Linked DNA regions of Mus musculus: regions 2, 3, 4 and 5 are each linked to region 1. A link is a contact called in public ChIA-PET, HiChIP or PLAC-seq and promoter capture Hi-C data. All regions are on one chromosome and are shown on one strand. The core of a region is the stretch at or near the end of the contact, and the rest is flanking DNA. Distances in the headings are between cores, read along the strand shown.

What was found. Promoter capture Hi-C pulls out the DNA fragments that hold promoters and counts their contacts. ChIA-PET counts read pairs in DNA pulled down with a chosen protein or histone mark. HiChIP or PLAC-seq counts read pairs in DNA pulled down with a chosen protein or histone mark.
Region 2: a contact with region 1 is called in an H3K27ac HiChIP or PLAC-seq map of thymic regulatory T cells, with 6 times the contacts expected there. The contact joins the promoter of Cox6a1 here to the promoter of Ube3b in region 1. A contact is called at or near these places in 2 of 39 promoter capture datasets (liver and pre-B cells), 1 of 484 Hi-C or Micro-C datasets (CD4 T cells), 2 of 115 datasets of contacts at active chromatin or transcription factors (memory CD8 T cells and thymic regulatory T cells) and 1 of 9 other capture datasets (adipose tissue).
Region 3: a contact with region 1 is called in a promoter capture Hi-C map of pre-B cells, with 2.2 times the contacts expected there. The contact joins the promoter of Srsf9 here to the promoter of Ube3b in region 1. A contact is called at or near these places in 2 of 39 promoter capture datasets (liver and pre-B cells) and 1 of 484 Hi-C or Micro-C datasets (pre-B cells).
Region 4: an RNA polymerase II ChIA-PET map of memory CD8 T cells shows a contact between it and region 1, with 11 read pairs. The contact joins the promoter of Dynll1 here to the promoter of Ube3b in region 1. A contact is called at or near these places in 1 of 39 promoter capture datasets (liver), 1 of 115 datasets of contacts at active chromatin or transcription factors (memory CD8 T cells) and 1 of 9 other capture datasets (liver).
Region 5: a contact with region 1 is called in a promoter capture Hi-C map of pre-B cells. The contact joins the promoter of 2210016L21Rik here to the promoter of Ube3b in region 1. A contact is called at or near these places in 3 of 39 promoter capture datasets (hippocampal neurons, liver and pre-B cells) and 3 of 115 datasets of contacts at active chromatin or transcription factors (large pre-B cells, memory CD8 T cells and pancreatic cancer cells).

What each region holds. Positions count from the first base shown.
Region 1 is chr5:114,379,281-114,381,972 of GRCm38.p6, reverse strand. Ube3b (ubiquitin protein ligase E3B) reads right to left here and starts at 1,353. Exons shown (of 28, transcript NM_054093.3): 1 at 998-1,353. It overlaps Kctd10 (potassium channel tetramerisation domain containing 10), which reads left to right and starts at 1,468. Exons shown (of 7, transcript NM_026145.4): 1 at 1,468-1,547. The coding sequence starts at 1,545.
Region 2 is chr5:115,347,650-115,350,341 of GRCm38.p6, reverse strand. Cox6a1 (cytochrome c oxidase subunit 6A1) reads left to right here and starts at 1,384. Exons shown (of 3, transcript NM_007748.5): 1 at 1,384-1,503; 2 at 1,635-1,777. The coding sequence starts at 1,395.
Region 3 is chr5:115,325,795-115,328,486 of GRCm38.p6, reverse strand. It overlaps Srsf9 (serine and arginine-rich splicing factor 9), which reads right to left and starts at 1,310. Exons shown (of 4, transcript NM_025573.3): 1 at 988-1,310. The coding sequence starts at 1,178.
Region 4 is chr5:115,299,602-115,302,293 of GRCm38.p6, reverse strand. Dynll1 (dynein light chain LC8-type 1) reads left to right here and starts at 1,304. Exons shown (of 3, transcript NM_019682.4): 1 at 1,304-1,462; 2 at 1,644-1,781. The coding sequence starts at 1,650. It overlaps Gm13830 (predicted gene 13830), which reads right to left and starts at 1,174. Exons shown (of 2, transcript NR_131932.1): 1 at 1,061-1,174.
Region 5 is chr5:114,940,818-114,943,509 of GRCm38.p6, reverse strand. It overlaps 2210016L21Rik (RIKEN cDNA 2210016L21 gene), which reads right to left and starts at 1,308. Exons shown (of 6, transcript NM_028211.1): 1 at 1,155-1,308. The coding sequence starts at 1,302.

The DNA of each region.
Region 1 (2,692 bases), core at 104-2,603:
TACTTCTACGTCCCCAGGCAACTTGCTTACAACCAACCTATTTGGTTGAGACTAACTTCAAGAAGCACAACATGTCGCACAGGAGTCCAGACTGTGAAGTAAAAATAAACACAAGTTGCTGAGCGACTTTCTTTTATGGTAGAAGTCGCTAGTTTCCCAGGCCTAAGGGCCACCATCTAAGTGTAGACCATGTAACAGACATTGTAGATCTATTTAACTAGGCCTCCCTTTGGAAGCCTATCCTGTGAGGCTACAACACCCCAATTTTAAAAGCCTAAGATAAGACAACAGCTCTTAAAGAAACCATTAATAAGCCAAACTATTGCTCTTAGACAGCTACAGCCTATCCAGATGGGGAAACGAAATGCAGAGGGCACATAACTCGCCAGTGTCCTCACCCACCGTCCCTGACTTTGAATTCCCAAAGGAATTACTTATCGGCAAGTCAAAAAGGCAAGGTTCAGGAATCACACACACAGAAAGGCACCACAAAGAGAAGTTGAGAATGCCAGGCACCCTGTGAGGCTAGCTAGGCTTAAGTCAAAATACGATCCAGTTTTTCCAGCTTTTGATCAAGAGCCGTCAGGAACCACACTAAAACGTATTCTAAAATAATCTCCGTAAAACAATCTAATTACTCTATTTACAGAGGAGGAAACTGAGGGTCAGAGATGGGACTAGATTCACCCAAGGTCACACAGCGAGCGACAGCACTGGGCTCGAATTCCACTTGGGGTGATCCGGAGGCCCGACGCCTCTCACAGGCACCGACATCAACAACCACAAGAACAAGTCCGTCTCGCCCACAATCAGTTGGCTGGCAAGGCCAGTCGCCTCGGCACGGAAATCAATGGAAGGGGGACAAGGAGATCCCCGAAGCCCGCAAGCCAGTCCCTCCTCCGACTTCACTCAAACCAAGACTCGGCCCCCCAGATAGCCTCCCTCCGTCCCTGGCCCCGCCGCCCAGAGAAGCGCCCATCCTGTCCCCACTCGCTACCCGCAGTCCGGAGATCTTTATCCGTTCGAGGCCCCGCACTCGGGGTCCGGGCCGCAGCGACCGCCGCCTTAGCCCGATCCCCCCGAGGTCCGCCAGCCCCGGGGCAGCGGCCGAAGCCCGGCCGCCATCTTGCCCCGGGTGTTGTGCTCCGAACACCTCTTGGGAAGCAAGCAATTATTCAGTTCCGGGAAACAACAGTTCCGCACTGCTTCTTTGCCCATGGAGGAGGTGAGGACTCCTTTCCTCTTGTCATCTTCTTTAGCAGACGGAAAGGAGAAACAAACATCCAGAAGTGGGACTAAACGCCTGACTCGGCCAAGGGGAGGCGGGAACGGTTGATAAAAAGAGTTCCCCCCATCTAGGGCTTACGGGGGTGGGGGGTGGGGGGGAACGCTTTAAGAAGAGTCCCTCTGCGGGGCGGAAGTGGGGTGTGGACGGACGCCGGAAGTGCCCGCCCCGGCCCCGCCTCCGCCCCCTGCATTGAGCGAGCTGGGTGTTTCCTGCCTCTCAGTCCGGATTTGGAGACTCCGGCGTCCTCCGACTTTTCATGGTGAGGGCGGTGGCCGCCGTCGGGGAGCTTCGGGGCGGGCGAGGGTGGCGACGAGGCTGAGCGGGAGCGGTGGGGCGCTGAGTAGCGCGTGCGGGCGAGGTCCGGAGCGGGGGAAGGGCTTCAAATGAAAGGAGCCGTGGTCGGGGTGGTGGTGGTGGGGATCTGCGAAGGGGCGGCTGGTCCTGCGGGCGGTGGTGGCGCTGGGCGGCGAGCCTGGAGTGCTGATGGGCGATGGGACGTGGGAGATCGTCGGGACAAAGAGACGGCGGCGGAGGCATCGAGACCGACGCTCGGGGTGGGGAACGAACGAGGGTTCGAGGGCGTGTGGAGAGGGGCGAGCGTGTACCCTTGGAATCGAGCAAAGTCTGGCCTCTGGGAGGCTGTGCCTTGAGTAAGGTGGGGTTCCAGGCAAGAGAGGGAGGGGGCGTCTCTGAACCCACAAGTCTGGAGCGAGATGACTGGTAACAGTAATTCTAAGGAGACATGTCTGAGGTCGGGGTACCCTGACCACAGAGTCTGGCCTCAAGTGGCACCTGGATACCTACCTAATCACTTCCCTTGAGGCCCTAGGTGACCACACCTCGGGAGTCCCAGGATGTCAGCTGTTGCTGTCTGCGTTATGGGATGGTTTCGGTTTACTTGAGATTCTCTAGGGTCTGTCCCTTGAATGGTTCTTTGTCCTTGGGTGGGGATGGGGGGCGGGTGGACTATTAACCCAGGTCTTCTTTGTCTGCCACTCACTCACAAGATCAGTCCCAAACTGAAGACAGATGACTCGGCCTGTGTCTGGCTTTGGTCAAGCTCTATTTGGTATAAAACAAGAGACACACACATTGGTAGAAGGCGGCCAGCAGCACCGGTAGACCACCAACTGGTCCCCTGGGGCTAACCTGGGAACTAGTTAACAACAGGATAGTCTGGGCTCACCGATGTATTTTTACAGTCTCTGTGTGTCACTAAGGATTTGGGCTGTGAAATGGAGGGCGTTTGAAACCAGATTCTAATACCTAGCTTCCCTAGTAAGCAGGATTGACAACATCCTCATTGAGACTGTTTGGAGAAGTTCTCAAAAGCAGGAGAACTGGGGGGGGGGGGGTGACTATCCTAGAAAAAAGTGTGGGGCTTTAGTTTTTGGCCTCCTTTAA
Region 2 (2,692 bases), core at 135-2,634, 970 kb before region 1:
TCTTCCTACCCCATCTCACTCTTATGAGCCACCTCACTTGGCGTGTGTCTTAGTCAGGGTTTCTATTCCTGCACAAACATGATGACCAAGAAGCAAGTTGGGGAGGAAAGGGTTTATTCAGCTTACACTTCCACCCTGCTGTTCATCACCAAAGGAAGTCAGGACTGGAACTCAAGCAGGTCAGAAAGCAGGAGCTGATGCAGAGGCCATGGAGGGATGTTCTTTACTGGCTTGCCTCCTCTGGCTTGCTCAGCCTGCTCTCTTATAGAACCCAAGACTACCAGCCCAGAGATGGTCCCACCCACAAGGGGCCTTTCCCCCTTGATCACTAATTGAGATGCCTTACAGATGGATCTCATGGAGGCATTTCCTCAACTGAAGGTCCTTTCTCTGTGATAACTCCAGCTGTGTCAAGTTGACACAAAACTAACCAGTACAGCGTGTTTTGTTGTTTTTGTTTTTATGGAGACAGGGTCTCACTATGCAGCCTCTGGATAGCCTAGAACTCTGTAGAGGAGGCTGGCCTGGGGTCAGTTCCATCTGCGTCTTCCTCGCAGATACTAGCATTAAAGATGCGAGGCTTTTAGACCAAAATAAATAAATAAATAAATAAACAAATAAATAAATAAAAAGGGAAAAAGGAGATATTTGTAAAGTTCTACAGACAAAATTTAACAGATGTGTGTAGTATTCAAAGCGGGAGCAGGAACATTGAACAAACGCTGAGGATATGGAGCTAAACAAAGTCCAGATTTGCTGGCAATTGCAGGGTCCTTACTGGTTCCTGGGTCTGTTCCTTGACTCATTAATACACGGTTTCATACATTCATTCATTAAATTGCATAAAGCACCTGCTACTTGCCATGAAAGATTTCGGGTAACTCTCGGGATGCAGCGCTGGCAAAAATCTAAGCACTGCGGACTTTACAGTCTATGTAGGGCACAACGGAAGAGAATAACAACGGTCTTTAAGAGCGATAGGGACAATGATAACGACAAGGACAGGGCTGTCGAGGGCCTGGGAAATCGCGGAATTAGAAGGCAGCGAGCGAGGAAAGAGAATGGCGCCTCCGCTAACGTGACTTGTTCTCCGCACTTCAGATCCTGTCCAGGGACTCCAAAGAAGGGAGCGATTAAAACCAGAAAAGCTCGCAAAAGTTCAGTTCCGCGGACATCCTCACCTAGGCGCTGACAAGCAGGGAGATGGGGCACAGGAACGGGGCGCATGCGCGCTCTCGCTCCAGCCGCCCCAGGGACGGATAAAGTGCGCAGGCGCTGGAGTTCCTAGCCAGGTCTGAGAAGGCGTTGCCCAATAGGAACGTCGTTCGGCGTCTTTGTCCCGCCCCCTTCGCCCGTCCCCATTTCCGCTTCCGGCGCGCCGGTGTAGTTCCATGATGGCGTCGGCGGTGCTGTCAGCGTCTCGGGTCTCTCGGCCGCTGGGCCGGGCCCTCCCCGGGTTGAGGCGGCCCATGTCGAGTGGCGCCCACGGCGAGGAGGGTTCAGGTACCCGGGGGCTCTCGGATGGGCGTGGGGTCTCGGCGGGTGGCGTGCGGCGGCGTGGCGGGGCCGGAGCCCGGGGCGGTGACCTTGGCGGGAGGGAGCGGCCGAGGCTGACGTTGTGGCCCCCGCCGCAGCTCGGATGTGGAAGGCCCTCACCTACTTCGTGGCGCTGCCCGGGGTGGGAGTGAGCATGCTCAACGTGTTCCTCAAGTCGCGGCACGAAGAGCACGAGAGACCCCCGTTCGTTGCCTACCCTCACCTGCGCATCAGGACCAAGGTAGGCGCTGCGCCTTTACTGTCCGTCTGTCCGTCCGTCCTCCAGGCATCCGTTATTGCGGGGTTGTCCACTCCCCTGGCCCAGCCCTTGGGGGAGTTTTAGGATCTTGGCTGCCTGTCCGTCCGTGCAGATAGAATATTTTATTTACTCTTCGTTTGACGGAAGGGAAGCCAGTTTGTAGGTCGTGGCTCGGTTTTCTTAAAAGGCCACCCAGTAAATGCCTGCGGGCTTTCAGCTCCTCCAACTTGTCACCTTTTGTCCAATGGTGCACTTTATTAGCTTCCTGCGGGAAAGTTTGGAGGTTTGGGGTGTCCCTTTATAGCCGCAAATCCTGAAGGTGATCCGGGATCCGGGCGATTGGCGTAGGCTTAAGCACAGACTGCCCGTTGGTTCTCACAGTGCCTGTCGTTTTATCAGTTCTTTGCCTTGGCTGTTCGTGTAGAAACCCTGTCTCGAAAAACCAAAAAAAAAAAAAAAAAAAAAAAAAAGACAGTTATAATGTCTCATGATGTATTTTAACAAGCCCGTCTTCCACTGTATCACCTAATTCACCTAAGACTGGCCTTGCAGAAACTTATTCTAGACTTCAATTTTACAACCCAGAAGGCTCCATGCCGTTCCCGTACAGCCTCAGCACTTGAGAGGCCAAAGAGAGCCAATGTCTTGTTCAAGGCCAGTCTGGTCTACAAAGTGAGCTCCAGGACAGCCAGGGGGGAGACTTTCTCAGAAAAAGAAAAGGTGTTTGACAGCAGCCTTGCCTTGGGGCTCTGCCCACTAGGTGGCAGTAGCACCCCCCTCCTAAGGCCTCTAGATAATGCTCCCATATCCCGCCCCTGGCACTTGGGGTCAGAAAACAAGCGTTTTCTCAGTAGTAGCTATCAGGAAGTTTCTATCAGTAGTAGTTGCTGGTTATTC
Region 3 (2,692 bases), core at 61-2,560, 950 kb before region 1:
GCAAGACACTTAGGGGATAAGCTGGGTTAGTCTTCAACCATCGAAGTCCGGAGTACTTCTACTGTGAATCCGTAATCTCCAACCCAGGCCGGCGAGACACCGGGTCGGCAGGCAGAGATGAAGCTCTCCTCCCAACGAGGCTGAGAAGACAGGGAACAGGTCCTTACTGACCCTCCCAAGGGGACGACCGCCAACGGCGCAGAGATCTCTAAACTAAAGCATACTTTCCGGCCTCTTCCTGACCCAGGGCTCACGACATTTGCACACACACACAAAAAAAATAAAAATAATAATTAAAAAAAAAATCAAAGATCCTTCGGCGCGGGTTTTGGGGGAGCCTAGCTTTTCCACATCCCTGCTACAATTAACTTCTGGCTTCTGGCGGGGAATTAACTTCCCTCATTAGAGGGGAATGAAATCAGAGATGCTAACCCCCCACCCGTCTCTCTCTCCCGCTGTTTAATCTGATCCCCCTTTACTAGAACTAGGCTCGGTGGGGCGCCCAAGTGAGGGCTGGCTCCAGACACCCCGCTTTTCAGCCGCCCAAGGCAACCTGTGGTCCCCGCCAACGCCGTCTGTTCCCCGGTAACGGCGAGGGCCACCCCCACCCACAGACCCGAACCCGGACTCGGGAGGAGGGGGCGGGATGGGCGACTGTCGCCTTCGGCCGAGTCCTCTGCAGGGTCGGTTCGGGGGACCCGAGCCCCGCGCTTCCCTCATTTCGGGGTGCTTCCCGTTAGGGTGCTTTTCCCAAACTCGAGGGCTGGGCAGAGCGCGCTGGTTTTTACCCTCCTCGGGGGCAAGTCGGGCGGGCTGGAGCCTTCCGATTGAAGGAAGTGACACCAGGCAAAGCCGCCTCCAGCCGGGGGTGGGGGGGGGGCGCCGCGAGGGGTCAGCACGGCGGGGAGGGGGAGGGGAAGGCGCTGGGGGAGGGGAGGGGAGGCCGGGCCCGGCGGAGATGGGGCGAGCCGCCGGCGGAATCCTCACCGCGGGTCCTCGAAGCGCACGAAGGCGAAGGGCACGAGGCCGTGCCGGTTCTTGAGCTCGATCTCGCGGATGCGGCCGTACTTGTAGAACAAGTCCTCGAGGTCCTTCTCGCGCACGTCGGACGGAAGGTTGCCCACGTAGATGCGCCCGTCGCCCTCGCCGCCGCGCTCGTCCGCCCAGCCCGACGACATCCGCACCGGCCGACGCCGCGGGCCCGCCGCAGCCCACGTCCCGTCGCAGCCGCCTCCGCCGCCGACGCCGCCTCCTCAGCCCGGGGCCCCCCGCCGCAGCCTCCCCCGCGGGCTCCCGAGGCGCTCAGCCGCACTGCATTGTGGGAACGCGGCGCGGAAGCCGTGAGGAAGCGGGGGCGGGAGGGGGCGGCGGTCGGAGGATTTTTAAAGCGATCTTAAAGGGGTAGCCGCCGCCGCGAGGTGCGCTTGCGCAGAGGGCGGGGTCTCTCCCTAGAGATGCGAGCGGAAGGTTCCCGGAGGTGGGACCCGAGCGCCTCCTAAGCTGGTAGGTCACTAAGCTTGGGGCTGTCCTTCTGAGGAGAAGGACGCGGACCCCACAGAAGCCCTCAGACTGCCCAGCGCTGGGCTATCCTGGCCCTCGGTCTCAGGTCTGTAGTCGTCCCTTAGACCCGAGGTGTAAGCCTGAGATGGTCGCCAAAGCTTGGTTGTCCGAGTTTCTGGAGAATGGAGAGTGGATGCGCAAACCTTTCGTTCCAACACTCCGAACCCGGACAGAGGCAGGAGCAACTATCTCCATGAGTTCAAGGCCAGCCTGGTTTACATAGAGAAATAAAAGGTATAGTGGAGAAGAAGGTTTATTGTAGGTATGTGGGAGAGCATACTATACTCAGAGGGAGGCCATCTAGGAGAGTCCAGAAGGGGACGAGACCAGGCAGAACTGGGCCCTGTGAGGAGAGGCGGGAAGGAGAGGGGAAACAGATCCTGCAGTCAGAAGGTCAAAAGGTGTAAAAAGAGGAAGGTAGTCAAGATGTCTGGATTATATAGGGAAGAGCCTCTAGGGGAAGGGCAGCCTAGCCCCTGGCCTGGAGGGCGGGGTATGTCAGCCAAACCCTGTAACAGATAAGGACTGGAGGATGCCAGAAGCTGGAGACCAGGTCTGCTTTGGTATCTTATATAGGCACCTCAGCGGATCATCCCGGGTTTGAAACTTCACAGCTACCCTGTCTCCAAGAAAGAGAGAGAAAAGAGAATCTGTGGAGGATACGCATGTATTATTTCATATCACCACAAGCATCACTGTAGAGTTTGCCTATTTGTGCATTCTAAACTATAGAACAACCTCACCAAACAAAACAGTGAGTGGGAATGCATGCCAGTAAATCTCACTCTCCTGAGGCTAAGGTGAGAGACTTTAAAATTCTAGGCTAGCCTTGACAACAACTTACTGAGATCCTACCCTGAAAAACTATTCAAACCTAGATGCCTGGAGGGATATAAGGCAAAGATAGCAAGATGATAGAGAGCTGTAACCCTAGGCAGCTCGGTTGTTGTTTCATTTGTTCTCTGTAAGATTTTTGGATCCCAGCCTAAGGCTACACCATAAAACAATATGTCCAGGGGCTGGAGAGATGGTGCCAGTGATTAAGAGCCTTGACTGCTCTTCCAAAGGACCTGAGTTCAATACCCAGTACCTACATGGCAGCTCACAGCTGTCTGTAACTCCAGTTCCAGGA
Region 4 (2,692 bases), core at 55-2,554, 920 kb before region 1:
TTTGGGGGGGAGGGCAGTTTACACAGGATCTCATGTAGCCCAGGCTAGCCTTGGCGCCATCTATCCAAAGCTGGACTTGAATTTCTGATCCTTCTGTTCCTGTCTTCCAGTGTTCTGACTCCCTCCTGGAGCCTCCTGGGGATCAAATATGCAGCCTCTGGCCTCACTCATACCAAGCAAATGCTCTACTGACTGAGGGGTAGCCCAGTATTTTGTTATTTTTATTTATTTATTTATTATGTGGGTACGATTAGTCATAAATGCCAGAGGAGACACATCTTAGGATCACTTTCTTAAGATACGTCTTCCTTTGTATAAATAAATCCTCAGCCAAGAAACTTTGCCCAAATGGACATTCTATCCGAGGAAGCAGCCTCACCTGTACACACTGGGCATCCACCCACATTCCAGATCTTGAGGTCCCCACTGCCTGGCAGACAGGCTCTACCTCCTGGATACGCGATCCCTTTCCCGAATTTCTCCTTCAATCATTAGGCTATCAGTATGTATACGGTCTCCTAGGGCAGTACCAGCTACACAGGGGCTACAGTACGAAATAAGCATGTAGTGTCATGTTATAAAATTCGGAATTTAACCCGGTGTGATGGCGCATGGGGGAGGCGCCAAGAAGAAATGCGAACTTTAGATCATCCTGGGGCTACTTAGGGAGACGATGCTAAGGTAGGGTGGGGAGGACACGGGCAGAAAAAACGAAAAAGAAAGAAAACAGGGTTCAGTGGCAGAACGTAGAACTTGCCTCTCAAGCCCAGGGCCTCCTCAGACACACGCACTTACTTACAAACTTCAGGAATGTGACAGCAGAGCTTCGAACCAAGCCCTACGAGACCCTGAGTGCAACTGCATCGATGGCTCACCCTTGCTAAGCTCGAGGCCACCTGTCAAAGGCCATAAATCGTGCGGACCCCGGGTGGGTGGGGGGAGATGGTGGAAATGGGCGGCACCTGGGGCGGCAGCTCCCAGCCTTCTAGAACCTGCGATTCCAGAACACACCCTGCGCTAACCTCAGTGGGGCCCCCGAGAGGAAAATGCCCGCCCTCACCTCCTTCCAGACTGCTGGGTGGTCCGGGAGCCAGCCACTCGACCCGGGGCTCCGCCTTCAGGGTGTGTGGGCCTCCGCACGCGTGCCGCGCATCGCCCGGGCAACCGACGCTGTGCGCGGTGCATTGTGGTCTGCAACAAAACGCGGGGGAAAGATCCTGAGGGAACCATTGAATCCGCTAGCCAATCGGGAGAGGCTGGCGGTAGCGGATGGCCAATAGCGACGCGGGCCGGGGGCGGGGCCGCGGGCGCAGGGCGGGGCCTAGGGATTAGGCGGCGGCGGCTGGCGTGGGGCAGCTTAGATGCGCCACGGCTTCGGTAGCGACCGGCTGTCTTCTGCTGCTTGAGCGGCGCCCGCACCTTCCCTAGGAGCTCGCAGCAGCCGGCTGGCCTCTGCTCCACGGTGAGACCGGGCTCGGGTCCTCCCCGTCCCCCCTACCTCGGGCCTGCGGTGCGGACCTCGGGAGCTGCCCCTCGGAAGCGGGTGGGGGCGTCGTCCTCAAGGGGGGCGCCGGTCGGGAGGGCAGCGAGCGCGGCCCGCACCCGACCCCTCTCCCTCTTCCCTGCGCTTCGTCACCACACAGGTAACCATGTGCGACCGGAAGGCGGTGATCAAAAATGCAGACATGTCGGAAGAGATGCAACAGGACTCGGTGGAGTGCGCTACCCAGGCGTTGGAGAAGTACAACATCGAGAAGGATATTGCGGCCCATATCAAGAAGGTGAGGACCCGGCGCCGCGTAGTTCCTACTCCCCGATTCTGCGTCCTCTGGGCGCCTGGCAGTTTCCCTGTAGCACTCAGGGCGGCTCGGGATGGATAGTTCTAGAAAGGACGCAAGGGTTTCGCGTTCCTCTGGGGAAGACCAGACCCTCAACGCCAGAAGTTTTTTTTTTTTTTTTAAACCCCCAGCTCCTTGGGGGAAAGCGCCACCTAGCAACGGTTTCCAAGATCAGGGAGTTGCGAGCAGTTCCCCCTGCTGTAGAATTCCTGCGCCGAGGATCCATCTGGGTGTTCCGGGAGGGGGGGGGGTTGCGCCTGCCTGCGTGGGTGTTTCCAGCCGGGCTAGGAGGAGATCTTGCCAGCCTTCTAGTCGGGAGTTAGTCGACAGTTCAGGGAAAGTGGGTGGCAGTGGTGGTTTGGGGGGCTTGGGTGGAGGCTTGGTAAATGGCAGTTTTGTAGAAAGCTGGCGCAAGACTGCCAACTTCTCAAGCTATGTTTGCTGGAAGGAAACTGGAAGCCGAAGCCGTGGGAGGGTTCCAGTGGAGAACGGGAGGATGAAAGACTCACATGGAACAAAAATGAATACTTTTTTTTTTTTTTTGGTTTCTCTGTGTAGCCCTGGCTGTCCTGGAACTCACTTTGTAGACCAGGCTGGCCTCGAACTCAGAAATCCGCCTGCCTCTGCCTCCCAAGTGCTGGGACTAAAGGCGTGCGAGACCACGCCCGGCTTGAATATCTTTTTTTGACAAATGCAGCAGTATGTGCGTCTGGATTGTAAGAGAGACATTCTGCTTAATAAATGAGGTTTTCATACCGATTGCCCGATAAGATAGTAGGAGCCCTAAAGAATTTTACATCATCTCTGGCCCTGGTTCTATCCAACTAGTGAAGAAATGAACACATTGCTAGTTT
Region 5 (2,692 bases), core at 59-2,558, 560 kb before region 1:
CACATGACTTCTAAGCTCCCATGACACCTGTGTGAGTCTACAGACACACAACATAAAATGTAATAGAATAATCTAAAGGCCACTTTTTAAACCAGGCTTGGCAACACACACCTTTAATCCCAGCACTCAGAAGGCAAAGGCAGGCAGATCTCTATGAGTTTAAGACCAGTCTGGTTTATGTAGCGAGTTCTAGGGCAGTCAGAGCTACATGGGAGACTCTATGTCTAAAATAAAATAAAATAAAACTATAAGTTATATACTTTGTTTTTACATCGGTCCCCTTCTGAGACTTGAAAATGTTTACTGTTGTATGTCTAAGTCACATGACAACTTTTGGGAGTTAATCCTCTCTTTTACCATGGGTTCTGGGAATCCAGTGAGGTTGGCAGGTTTGTGTAGCAATTGCTGAGGCAACTCACTGATCTGGAAATGGAACTAGACATCTCAGGGGCTTTATGGTGGGTAAGAGTGTAAATGATTCTTTTCCAACAGTGTACTGTGAAGAAAATGTTTGGATGTATCTGTAAAAGGCTGTAACGAGATGTAACAATATGGTGTCGTCTACTGGGACAAACAGGTATTATCACGTGACTGTGGCTTGTAGCTCACATGCAGGAGAGGAGAAGGTATTAAATTCCCACGAGGAGTTCAAGTACAGATGCAATATATATATATATTTCTGCCTACTCTCTAAATTATAAGGCCTGTTGGATTCTCTAACCATGATTAAGAGTCATTATACTGGCAGATGCCGGATACATTCCGTCTGCTAGGCAATCTCTCGTTTAGGTATACTCCCGGGTGAGCTCAGTCTGAATGAGACATCAAGTGAGGGCCGAGAAAGTCGGGATTCTGAGACTACAAGAAGGAGGGGCATCACGGTCATCTCAGACAGGTGATGGGTTGGTTACCTTTCCAGAGGGAGGACACAGGACGCATTGAGGAAAGCAGTCAGGAGGCATTTAGGTGCCTCTGCGGCCTCCACGGGAATAAAGCAATCACCCTCTGCCCTCGGTGTCAGTGTGATCCCCAAAAGATCTCAGAAGCTCCCCCAAGAAAGCTCCTCTAAAACGTCAGGACGCCATGGCTCGCACCCCACCACGCATCCGTTTCAGGCCCCCGGGGAGGAGCCTGAGCCCCAGAAAGTCCCCTACCGGCTTCGGGTCTCTCCGCTGCCCCCGGGCGCTGCTCCAGCCCCCAGGCGGGCGTAGCCGCCTCGCGACAGCGTGCCAATTCCTCCGCATCGCTGCTGCTACTGCTGCTGTTCTCCGAATCGCTCATTGCACCGCTGGGCGCCACCATCCTGGGATGCCGCAAGGGGTTGTGGGGGGTAAAAAGCTTCCCTCTCACATGACCCACCTGTCAGAGCATCATGGGAATTGTAGTTCCCAGACCACCATTGGCGGCGAACGGTACAGAAAAATGAGCTCCGGAAGGATCCAGGAGACCACCACCTTCTCCAATCTTTTTGTTGTTGTTGTTTTTCTTTTTCCTTTTCTTTTTTCTCCTCTCATCCCCTCCCCTTTCCTCTCCTCCCCGTCTCTCCTTGTGATCCCCTCCCCACCTTTTCTCTTTTTTTCTCTTGTTTGCACAGGGAACGATAATACCCTAAAGTCAAACAAGAAGATGACAGAAGCAGGATTAGTTTTGTTTTTATTTTTAATTTTTTAAGGAAAAATGAATTCATGTGCGATTTAATGAAATCGGGAAGGCAACTAGCCACCTTTTTTACTTCAGGTTTTGATCTTAGGAAGATTGTTAAACTGTAGGCTTTTGAGGGTCTGACAAACAAACAGAACAAACAAATCAGATCGGAATGACTCTTGGAACAGCGGAGGATTTAGCAGTTAGTGCATAGTCCGTAAAACACCTGTAGACTAGCACTTGAGAGCTTTTGTGTGTGTGTGTGTGTGTTTTGTTTTTTTTTTTTTGTTTTTTGTTTTTGTTTTTTTCCCGAGACAGAGTTTCTCTGTATATCCCTGGCTGTCCTGGAACTCACTTTGTAGACCAGGCTGGCCTTGAACTCAGAAATCCGACTGCCTCTGCCACCCAAGTGCTGGGATTAAAGGTGTACACCACCACTACCAGGCAACATTTTTTTTAAGATTTATTTTATGTATATGAATGAATACTGTAGCTGTCTTCAGACACACCAGAAGAGGGCGCCAGATCCCAATACAGATGGTTGTGAGCCACCATGTGGTTCCTGGAATTGAACTCAGGACCTCTGGAAAAGCAGTCAGTTCTCTTAACCTCTGAACCATCTCTCCAGCCCTACACAAAGTTTTCTGCTCTTATGAAACACAACTGTTTAATTGCAGAAAACGAAGACTTTTTTTTAATGTCACTCCTTAATACATATCAGATTAATACACCTTTTGATTGTTTTCTATTAGAACACCCGAGCTTAAAAGTTGCCGTTTGAGTTGTTTGAGTTTCATTACAAAAGTGATTGACTTTTGACCTGGGTTTAAGACAGCGTTTCCAACAACTTCCGAAGCAGCCCCACCCATGTGTCTGTTGTTGTGTACAATACTGGCGAGAGGGAGCACTGTTGGCATTGCTGACTTCAGAACCAGCACATTGACACTCTGAAAACACTGACGAAGTTCTGTGTCCCATGGTATCAAATATTTAGACAAGATTTATGTAAAAGTAAGCAAATACCCCTATCTCGTTAACATGCAAAATC